Regions from separate parts of the Triticum aestivum genome. Here region 2 is linked to region 1. A link is a contact called in public Hi-C data. All regions are on one chromosome and are shown on one strand. Each heading gives the region's core, a stretch centred on a gene start, on an enhancer-like site or on the middle of the called end of the contact. The rest is flanking DNA. Distances are from core to core; before and after follow the strand shown. Region 1 overlaps LOC123048710 (a long non-coding RNA gene). Region 2 holds the start of LOC123051563 (WEB family protein At2g38370).

Region 1 (6,029 bases), core at 51-2,550:
GGCTTCTTTTTTTGTCGAACGCACAAGTACAAAGGATCCGGCGGCATGCCGCGGTTACAAACATCACCATGGCAACATATGGCGGGCAACCAAGAATGCCGTACAACGCCCTATCTCCTACCAATAACTATCTTCAAATGTCCGACAACCCTTTCACACCTGACAGCATCCACAACTAAATCTCGCTAGAAATGCGCTTAGAGTGCTCAGAAGCAACAACCGCCAAGCGCTAAAAGACACGTCTGTTACGCTCCTTCCACAACATCCAGACAGGAAGGAGGGCGATGGAGTCGAAGCCCTTCCTTTGCGACTTAGGGATTAACGCACGACTTGCGGGCCACCAGTCCACGAGAGTTGCATCCAGACTAGGCATGAGCTGATCAAGGCCGCAACAAGAGAGGGCAGAGTGCCATAGCTCTCTGGCAACCACGCATCGGCTTCAGAAGCCATCCCCAATCAACTGCAATTTGTGACACCACCGCACCGTGAAATCAGCTGCCATCAGCTGGAAAATGACATCCAAGGGAACTCCAGAATCAACCATCCATTTCACGACATTTTCCTAAAAAGGGACGTTCATCTCACTGATAAAAGGTGGATAGAATTATTGGTTCCACACATATATGCGTCAAACCAAACACGTACGTCATGATCCCATTATTTCAACGTTGAGATCGTAACAATACCGGACGGAATTCGAAGCAAGTTTTTCACTGAAAATCTTCCTACCGTGCACCGCGTCGCGCGAGGGGGCAGCCCTTGGGCGCCACGCAGAGCCCGTCGTGTCGACACCACAGGAAATGCACGCTATTCGCCTCCTTCCTTCCCATGATCGATCGAGCTATTTTATGTGCAGGCGGAGGGCCCGGGAAAAGATCGAGAGAGAGCAAGGGCAAACTAGCAGACGCATGCACCGACCACACGTATTGCTATAGAAAATGTCGCATGGACGTACGTACCGACATGTGTGTGTCAAGTAAAAGATCCGGCTCTGGCTATTTCTAAATGTTTTCCATATGCAGACGTGAGAAGGCGACGAAACCGGAGGTCCGGCGACGATGACACCTTGAGTCCTTGACGGACGGTAACGACACGCGCGTTCCACAGAAAAATCTCTCCCGCCGTCATGTAATATGTGAGTATGGACCGGCCTGTACGAACGGCGCCAATCATACGGATACCGCATATCGCACGTACGCGGTGCGTGCCGGCCGATGGATGCAACCACATGCGTGCGGGTGCCGTGTGTGGCGCGTGGCCGTGTACGGGTGAGCTCGTGGACCACACGGGCGCGCCCTGTGCCGGGCGCGTACACCGGCACTGAAACTGACGTCGTGGCTGGCAGTGCATGTGCATGTGCATGCAGCCAGTGCAGTGCTGCCCTCCCGGCCGGCTCCCTCCTTTCTTTGGCTCTCATCGGCCGGAAAATTATTCCACCGGCCATCATGCATTCTCAGGTCGATCGGCTACGTTGCAGCTTGCAAGGAAGTTGCGGGCGCGACCCCATCAACAGCATGGACTACGTCGTTGTAGTTGCCACGCCCAATCACGACCCGGAACGCATCCACGTCGTCGCCATCGGTGGCGCGACCGGCGCCATGTTCGGCCGGAAGCCCAAGGGTTAGGTGACAAAGGTGGCGCTGTTCTCGTACAGTCCCTCCACCAGCCGGCGCATTTAGCTCCGACACGGACGTCGCATCGTGGCACTAGAATCACACGACCTAGTACTCCTACAGGGTTCTGCTTTTTGTTGACGTGTATGTGCCGCTTAATAAATCGTACGGAGTTTAATCAAGGACCACTCATTCCTCGTCCGGTTGGTCTAGCCTGGGGTTTATGGACATTGCTAATGCTGGGATGGTGGTCGAGGGACCAGCGTTGGAACGGAAGGTAGGCTCGTGGCTCGTGGCGCAGCTGCATCGATCGATCACTCTCACCACCGGTTGGTACACTGCGAGTAGTCCGGAGCACACGCAGGCATCGATCACTTGCCGGTCGTGTACGGCCCTGTTTTTTTTATGGTGGAGATCGAGGACGTGGAATTCTGGAAAGGAACACCGAACACGTAGGCGGATGTCATGCGTATATGTCTTGGTTAGAGTGGTTTTCGTGTTCGAATCGTTCGTTATTAGGAGGTTTCCGTCGGTATCGTTCGGTGCACGTTAGGCCTTGGCGTGTTTAGATGTAACTGTGTGTAGGTCTGTGTTGCCTACGGCGAGAGCGATGTATGGGTGACGTCGTGATGATCCACGGGTGTAAAATGGCCTGATACTGTTTTGTAAGTCTGGCCTCTCACGTCGGTGTGCTCCGGACTACTCGCAGTGTACCAACCGGTGGTGAGAGTGATCGATCGATGCAGCTGCGCCACGAGCCGCCTACCTTCCGTTCCAACGCTGGCTGGTCCCTCGACCACCATCCCAGCATTATCAACGTCCATAAACCCCAGGCTAGACCCACCGGATGAGGAATGAGTGGTCCTTGATTAAACTCCGTACAGTTAATTAAGCAGAACATACACGTCAACAAAAAGCAGAACCCTGTAGGAGTACTAGTACTACGTGTGATTCTAGTGCCACGATGCGACGTCCGTGTCGGAGCTAAATGCGCCGGCCGGTGGGGGACTGTACAAGAACACCGCCACCTAGTAATCCTTGGGATGAGAGGGTCCATCCCAACTCCCAAGTTCCGGCCGAACAGCGCGCCGGTCGCGCCACCGAGGGCGACAATCGTGGGGAAGCTGTGGATGCGTTTCGGGTCGTGGTTGGGCGTGACAACTACTAGTACCGTGGAAGAGCAGAGCTCTCCGGAATTGTCTCCCTTGTCCGTAGTCCATGCTGATGATGGGGTGTCGCCGGCAAGTTCCGGGCAAGCTGCAACGTAGCCGATCGACGTGGGAGTGTATGATGGCTGGTGGAGTATTTTTCCGACCTGTGAGAGCCAAAGAAAGGAGAGACCGGACTCGGCTGGCCCTGCATGCACATGCACTGCCAGCCCCGACGTCCAAGTTTCACTTCCGGTGTACGCGCCCGGCACAGGGCTAGCCCGCGTGGTCCACGAGCCCACCTCCACACGGCCACGCGCCACACACGGCACCCGCATGCATGTGGTTCCATCGACCGGCCGGCACGCACCGCGTACGCTCGACATGCTGTATCCGTATGATTGGTGCCTTCGTACGGGCTGGTCCATACTCCATATGGGAGCGGCTACAGATACTCAACAAAGTGGTCAGTCGATTGTTAAACAAAGGAAAAAGATTGCAACCTAAAAGAAAACTGACTGACCCAAAACTATGGTCAGTCAGTCAGCCCAACAGAAAGAAAAGCTCAGTACTCTCTGTTTCTTTCTTCTGCTGTCTCTTTAGCCCAGAAAGAAAACGGGCCTGAACCCGCTAAGCTAAAGATCCAGTTAACGTACAGCTCACTAGGTCTTCCCCCTTGCCTCCTCTTCTTTCTTTCTCGACACCCACACAGCCGCCACCATGGGAGGAGAAAAAAAGCTCAGATCTCCTGTTGCCTTCTGATGTTTCTGCCCAACTTCTCCAGACGATTCTTGCTGGCAACTACCTTCTCCTTCGTCCACCAAACCAACAGCAGCAGATCTGCTAGAAAAATGGATAATCCTCAATTTCATACCCAGATCACAGATTGCATATTCTTTTTGATCTATGAAAAAAACAGGGAGAAATGCATATTCATGCAATGGGGAAAAATAAGAAGGGATGCTCACTGCCTGAAGAACAAGATGGACAACAAAATTTGCACTTCCATCATACAAAATTTGCGCACATTTTACAACAGCAAGACTGATATTAACCATTTTGATAACGTAATTTAGTGTTTACTGGAGGTAAATACATTAATTTGTACAAAAAGCATTTAACCTACATGGATTACAGGGTAGCTGATTGAATTCATAATCTTTTACCTTCATAAAACTTGCACCCTCAAACTACTAGACTTGCACACACTTTGTAAAGAGAGAAAAAATGATATACAATCTAAAAACTAAACTTGCATGCTTAAAATGCTAAAATTGCACATTCATCACAGTAAATTTGCGCACATTTCACGACAACAAAACTGATATTGCAGGACGTATATATATGAACGTAGCAACACCCAATTCACAAAAAATATAACTACAGCAAAGAAAACTAATCCACAAAAAATCAAAATTTACAAAAAAAGAACTTGCATCATCATCATACTATACTTGCGCACACTTTATCAGAGCGAAAAATTCAAAAAACCCTTGAAACAAAAATGATACTACGAAAAAATGGAAACTACTGTAAGAAAGAACCCAATACTAAATTTAGATGTGTACAAAATGATACCCTAGTTTGAGATTAACTGCATGTATAAACATCGATATCCTAGTTTGAGGTGAACTGCAAATTTCATAAACCCCTTAATTATACCCCGTCTCACTAGAAACAGATCATAAAAATGGATACAAAAATGATATCTACTGAATTTACAGAGTAACTCAATCAAACTAAGAATTATAACTAAATCACAAACCTAAACCATAAAAAAATAAAAATAAAAATAGCATCATCATGTAACTAAATCTTGCACGCTATTAACAACAGCAAGCAAATCATGAACTGTGTGAAAAAAGTTTTACTGCAAGTAGACACATTGATTTGTACAAAAAGGCATTTAACCTACATGGATTACAGGGCACCTAAGTGAATTCACAAAAATAACTACAACAACGAAACTAATCCATAAAATTCAACATTTACAAAAATAAAACTTGTATCCTCAAAATACTAGACTTGCACACACTTTATAAGAGAAAAAAAATGATATACAAATCCAAAACTAAACTTGCATGATCAAAGTACTAATATTGCACTTTCATGATACTAAACTTGCGCACGTTTTCCAACAGCAAAAGACTGGTATTATCCTTTTCAATAACGTAATTTAGTTTTTACTGGAGGTAGATACATTAATTTGTATAAAAGGCATTTGACCTACATGGATTACAGGGGAGCTAAGTGAATTCACGATTATAACTACTGCAACAAAACTAATCCATAAAATTCAGAATTTACAAGTAAAACTTGCACCCTCAAGATAAATAGACTTGCGCGTACTTTATAAAAGCAAAAATTCATGTAGAATCCAATACTACACTTGCATGCTCATCATACTAAAATTGCACATTCATCATAGTAAACTTGCGCACATTTTACAACAGTAAAGACTAATATTAACCTTGTACAAAAGGGTAGATATATTGATTTAACAAACAAGGATTACATGATAGATAACTCAATCAACAATTATAACTACAGCAAACAGAACTACATATATTGGTTGATTGAACCCGCATTGATTCGTGATACTAAACTTGCAAACACTAAACAACAGGAAAGATTCATACAAAAAGACTTGGTTAAAAAAGATTTATACTACATGAGATACACAATACCTATAATTAAACTCAAAGGTGAATCATACTGAATCTTGCACACAATGTACAACAGCAAAGAAGTTTCATACAAGAAATCCTTGAATAACATGCACACAAAAATTCACCCCATAGAAAGTACATATATTTGAAGAACATTAATACAACTCACCATCCTCCTGAAGCAAGCATCATCAACTACAACACCGAAAACCTCTGGGACTTCATGAGCTTCCACAACTGGTAAGCACGGAGCACCCGGACAACGGCAAACAGGGCAAACCATACCTACATAAAAAAAACATCAAATTTGACTAGATACTAAACATACACACACTGAAAAAAAACATTTGCTCGAACCTAGAAACAGACTACCAAAACCTAAAACCTACAAAGTAACTACCAAACCTAAACATGTAAAAATCTGAAGAAAATCAAGAATGAGCAAGAAGCACACTACGTAAAATATATTGAGAATGACAATATAAAAAAAGATTGGATCTTTAAGTACATACAAGACTTAGTTAACATAATCTCTTCAAACCCTAAAACCAAAACACCACACATCTAACAATCCTACCCATGCTACTTGCACTACAACC
Region 2 (5,199 bases), core at 1,730-4,229, 81 kb after region 1:
GATTGTATATACTGACTAAAACTACATATAAGTTAATTTTAAAAACTTTGTCTCAAAGGAGCAATTCTCATCCTACTCCAGGGAGCAGTAAGAAAGGTTTTTTTTTTATCAAAAGATAGCAGAATACGATTGTGTCATCCATGACCACAGGTACATGATTGCAGAGCTAACTGAACCGGTAATTTTCCATGTTCATACTTCATTGAGCACATGATATACTTACTGTTAACTAGCAGTTAGTTAACCTATATATACAGTATTTCGCGGTCATTTTTTTTACTGTATACAGTATTTAGAGCCGCTGATCTAACTAAGATTGTATTTTCTCTGTCGAACCGAGTAATAATGCTGGTCCAAGTCCAGGCACAACAGAATAATAACAGGCTTTACCCAAACAGATCGAATACTCCAAATCAAATGTCTTACATGACCACAGGGTGCATGATACAGAGCTAACTGAACTGGAATCTTCCATGTTCATAGAGCACATGATACCAATCTAACTCTTAACTAACTAATCAGCAACATCACTCAGGAGATGCTAGACTGATGAACTGGTACATGGAGCTACATAAATATCAGAACCTCATTAGACCTAGAAACATATACTCCTCCTAGGAACATTGTACATGAACACAGACATGGAAATAGGGGGTCAAAACACTCAGTAACTAGCTAGTGTTCTGGCAGAGTTAACATCAGTTCTCATCTGACCCTCTCTTCTTCTTGCTCTTAGCCTGCTTAGCCAGGAAAACTGAAAGCCCAGTGAAGGCAAACTTCTTCCTCTTTCCTGAGAATTTGTTGTTAGCACTTGTATCACTGCTATAAGTCAAGATTGCCTGCCTCCTGTTCAGGATCTGACCGAGGGAGATGCTAGAGGTTTCACTCGTACTCGTGTCGTCCGACACGCTCTTGTCGTACCCATCAGGCCCCATTAGCTTCATACTCAGTATCTGCCCGATCGACAGTGTCGGCTTCATGGAGTTGTCTGAAACATCGATGATGTCCATGCAGTGAGAGTCATCTCTGTGGCGATGTGCTGCAGTTTTGAACTTGGGGGAGCCACGGAATGAGCGCCTCTTGTGTCCGGTCTCCGATCGGCATCTCTGAAGGGTCTCTTCCACCGCAAACTTTCTTCGGTTGGCAGTCTCTACCCTCTTCAGAGCCTCCTGCAGTGCCTTCTTGCATTCCTCAACCTCCATTTTGGCTTCTTCCAGCCTTGTGAGTGACTCCGACTTTGATTGGTTGGCTTCGTCGACATGGACCATGGCAGCTGCAATCTTGTTCCTTGAGCTTTCATCGGCCTCTCGAGCCATCGAAGCAAGCTCGGAGTACTCTTCCACTGAAAGGCTCACTCCATCTTCACCCTGGAGACCTTCAGCTGAGGCTTCACTGCAGAGTAGGGCCTTGATCTCAGCTAGTGCAAGAGCTTCAGCTGCCCTTGCTGCTTCCTCCATCTTCTTGGCAGCAAGACATCTCACTTCAGCAGTGCCGATGGTGGCCTTGGTCTGCTCAATCTCGGCAGCTAACATCATGGCTTCAGATTTCGACGCATTTGCTGCATTCCTGAGCTGCTCTATCTCGGTAGTCATCCTCTTGATCTCGAAGAAGATGTCCGAGGGGTCCTCGCGCCTTCTCTGCAGGTCCTTCAGCGTCTGCAGCTTCTGCGTGGTCTGGTCCAGCTCCTGCTTCAGAGAAGAAACCAAGGTGGCGTCCGAGGACACCTTCTCCCGGCTCCTCTCCACCAAGACTTTCTCCGTCGCGATGTCGTTGCGCAGCGACTCGATGGAGGCTCTTATGGCAGCGAGATCACCCGTGGTTCTGTTCAGGTTCGACTTTGCCTGCTCGAGCTCCATCAGAACCAAGTTAGTATGCTGCTGCTGCTGCTCTTGTTCGTCTAGGCCGGCGCACATGTCCACATCGGCTCCATCATTTCCCTCAGGCTGCCTCACTTCAGGTTCTGCTGCTTGCATTTCTGCACCTTCAGCATTTCCCTCAGGCTGCTGCTTTGCTTCAGGTTCTGCTGTTTGCTCTTCTTCGGTAGCTTCAGCGTTTCCTTCAGGCTGCTTCACTTCAGGTTCTGCTGTGGGCACTTCAGTGAGAGAGCAATTGCTCTCTTGCTGTTGCTGCTGCTTCTCTTCTTCAGGCTGCAATGTATCTTCAGCCGTTTTCTTCTGAATCTTGAGCTTCAAATCTGCGATGATCTTCTTGGCAGACTCGAGTTGTTTGAGCACATCGAGCGTCTCCCTCTCCTTGGCGCCGAGCTCCTTCTCTATCTGCGCCGTCTGCTCCGCCAGATTGACGCATTGCTCGTCTTCAGTCCCCCCACACACAGTCTGGTTCTGTTTCTGCAGGCGGAAAATGTGGCAAGAACAAAATCAATCGAGAGAAGAGAAACATTAGTGCTGGCTGATTTTACTAGCCGCATTTGCCACCGAATCGCGGACAAGAACCGCTCCGCTCTGCTCCTAATTGAATGACGAACTAACCCAAAGTACAGGGGTACGGCCATGTAGTACTGTGCAAGAACAAAAAGTACTCTGCGGAACAGGAGATGGCACCGTTCCTCCGCCAATAATGTAAATCGGGGCAAGATGAGCCGCGGCAAGATGGAGAAGAGGGGGGAGGAGGTCGCACTGACCTTGTGGTGCGCGAAGATGCGGTTGACGAGGTGGGAGCTCCAGGCGGCGCTGCCGCCGAAGCGGTCGACGGCCTCCCGCACGGACTCGAACGGCGCCGAGGTGTCGATCTCCGCCCTGCCGCCGCCGACGCCGCACGCGCCAGCGGAGGCCGGGGCCAGGTCCTCGCCGTTCACCGGGACGCGCACGGGGAGCAGGGGCGGCCGGGCCTCCTCTTCCATTCCTTTCTCTCTCGGGTCCTGCGCGTGCTGCTGGGTCAGGGTTCTTGGGTTTGGGCGAAGAGCGAGGGAGAGAGTGGGGTGGGGTGGGGTGGTGGGTGGGCTGCAAGCGGACAACGGGGGAGTGTGGCTCGCTTCGCTTGGGTAGTAGTCGGATTTAATAGTGGTCGTTGACCGGCTGCTGCTGAGGTAGCCGTTGGGCCGAGACTGAGACTGCTGCACGCTTGTCGCTAATCACGGCAGCAAATGGAGCAGTGGCGGTGTACATTAAGCATGATGACACGGAAAACAGTGCGGCTGAGGCAGCTCTTCGTCACGGCCGGACCCGCGGGTGGTTCTTTCTTCCTTTAATCTTTGTGGTGGCAGAGGGCCGTTGCGCACTGCGTGACAACTCCCTCGGCGGTGCACGAGCGTCCTGCCATGCTTGCTTGCATTATTACCGCGGCGTCGGCCTTGCGGTGCCGACCGTCGTTCGGCGGGCATCACGAGGTGGCAGTGAATTGAGCCGTTGCTTGGATACATCATCTCTTGTCACGGTCCCTCGTACCACTGCTCTCTCTCTCTCCTCTCTTTCAGTGATTCACTCTCTTTCACATGACGACGATTGACAACAGTGACATGGGCTTGGCTGCATAGTTCAAAAAACCGGATTGGCAACCAAATGGCGGTTCAGGTGTTCATCGGTTTGACCATCGGGTTAGTCATCGGTTCGCTGGGTAGATTCTTTTAAGCCTATCATCATCACATGAGTTGCTACCGATGGGACAAAACCTACTTGTAGTTAGTACAAATTTGGGTCATCTATTTTGAAACAGAGGGAGTAGAAGCTATGAACAGAAAGTTTCGCCATGCATTTTACCCTCCAGCTCTTCCCCTTCCCAAGTCCCCATGACAAGTTAAAACATGGTGTATGTAATAAATTTGCGATAGTCTAAGAAAATAAATTACCATGGTCTAGTTTTTTTTTTCCCATGATACCTGTAATAAAATTGCACATCGCAAAAATAGGAAAAATGTTCTTTATAAACATTTCAACTTTTGAATTTGTCTAACGGTCACAATGCAAATTTATGAATTCTGTTCTTTAAAATAAGATGGCAAGGTTAGGGGATTTATTCTTTGAAACGATGGCAAATTTAGGATTTGGCTATGCACACATGAGACAAGTGTAATTCCTAAGATTGTCGTTTGACCATTACAATTTTCCATGTTTTGGGACACAAAATTAATAAAATTTCCATAACATAATTAATAAAATTGCCATGGTCTGAAGAATAAAAATTGCCATGATACCAAAAAATAAAACTAACATGGTCTAAAACATAATTGCCGTGCTACATAAATAGAAGCTGACATGGTCTATTAATTAATGAAATTACCATGGTCTAAGTAATTAAATTGCCAAGACTAAAAATAAAATTGTCATGGTACATACATTTAAACGGTCATGGTCTAATTAATAAAATTGTCATGCTCTGAGTAATAAAATTGCCATGGCACCTACAAAAAAGTAACATGTTCTAATTAATAAAAACGTCATGGCTAATTAGTAAAGTTGCCATGATACCTGTAAAAAAATTGTGCATGGCAAAATAGGAAAAATGTTCTCTAAAACATTTAAAATTTTGAAATATCATAATGGGTACATGTCAAAATTTATGAGCCATGCTTTTATATAAAAGTTGCCATGTGCAAAGCTCTCAAGATGCTATGAAAGGGAAAAAAGTCTTTAAGTTACCATGATATTTTCCATGTGCATTGATCATAATTTTCCGAGGAAAAATCATTTTAAAAGTTCCCAAGAATTCAAAAACATCTATAAAAGTTTCCATGGCAAAATCCATGTTGAAAACATAGGCATTTAAAGGATCGATATAGTTGACTAGAGGGGGGGGGGGGTGAATAGGCAACTAACAATTTTTAGCTTTTCTTTACCAATTTATACCTTGCATCAAAGTAGGTTGTCTAGATATGCAACTAGGTGAGCAACCTATATGATGCAACAACAACAAGCGCACAAGCAAGAAAGGGATACAACACAATATAAGCGTGCACAAGTAAAGGTAAGAGATAACCAAGAGTGGAGCCGGTGGAGACAAGGATGTGTTACCGAAGTTCCTTCCTTTTGAGGGGAAGTACGTCTTCGTTAGAGCGGTGTGGAGGCACAATGCTCCCCAAGAAGCCACTAGGGCCACCGTATTCTCCTCACGCCCTCACACAATGCGAGATGCCGTGATTACACTATTGGTGCCCTTGAAGGCGGCGACCGGACCTTTACAAACAAGGTTGGGGCAATCTCCACAACTTAATTGGAGGCTCCCAACGACACCACAAAGCTTCAC

What was found. A called contact is a pair of places that touch in the nucleus more often than the background predicts.
Region 2: a contact with region 1 is called in a Hi-C map of leaf, with 4 times the contacts expected there. The contact joins the promoter of LOC123051563 here to the enhancer-like site in region 1. A contact is called at or near these places in 4 of 5 Hi-C or Micro-C datasets (leaf and root).

Annotation. Positions count from the first base shown.
Region 1 is chr2D:61,961,786-61,967,814 of IWGSC CS RefSeq v2.1, forward strand. LOC123048710 (a long non-coding RNA gene) reads right to left here. Exons shown (of 4, transcript XR_006423362.1): 3 at 5,600-5,715; 4 at 3,208-3,601. Among protein-coding and RNA genes, the nearest start is that of LOC123048710, 3.8 kb to the right of the region's middle. Within about 2 kb of position 1,301, at least 4 of the 8 cell types and tissues checked have an H3K27ac peak or open chromatin away from gene starts, as enhancers often do. A contact at or near this core is called in leaf, where this site is marked.
Region 2 is chr2D:62,041,506-62,046,704 of IWGSC CS RefSeq v2.1, forward strand. LOC123051563 (WEB family protein At2g38370) reads right to left here and starts at 2,980. Exons shown (of 2, transcript XM_044474473.1): 1 at 2,642-2,980; 2 at 490-2,348. The coding sequence starts at 2,860. The coding sequence ends at 699.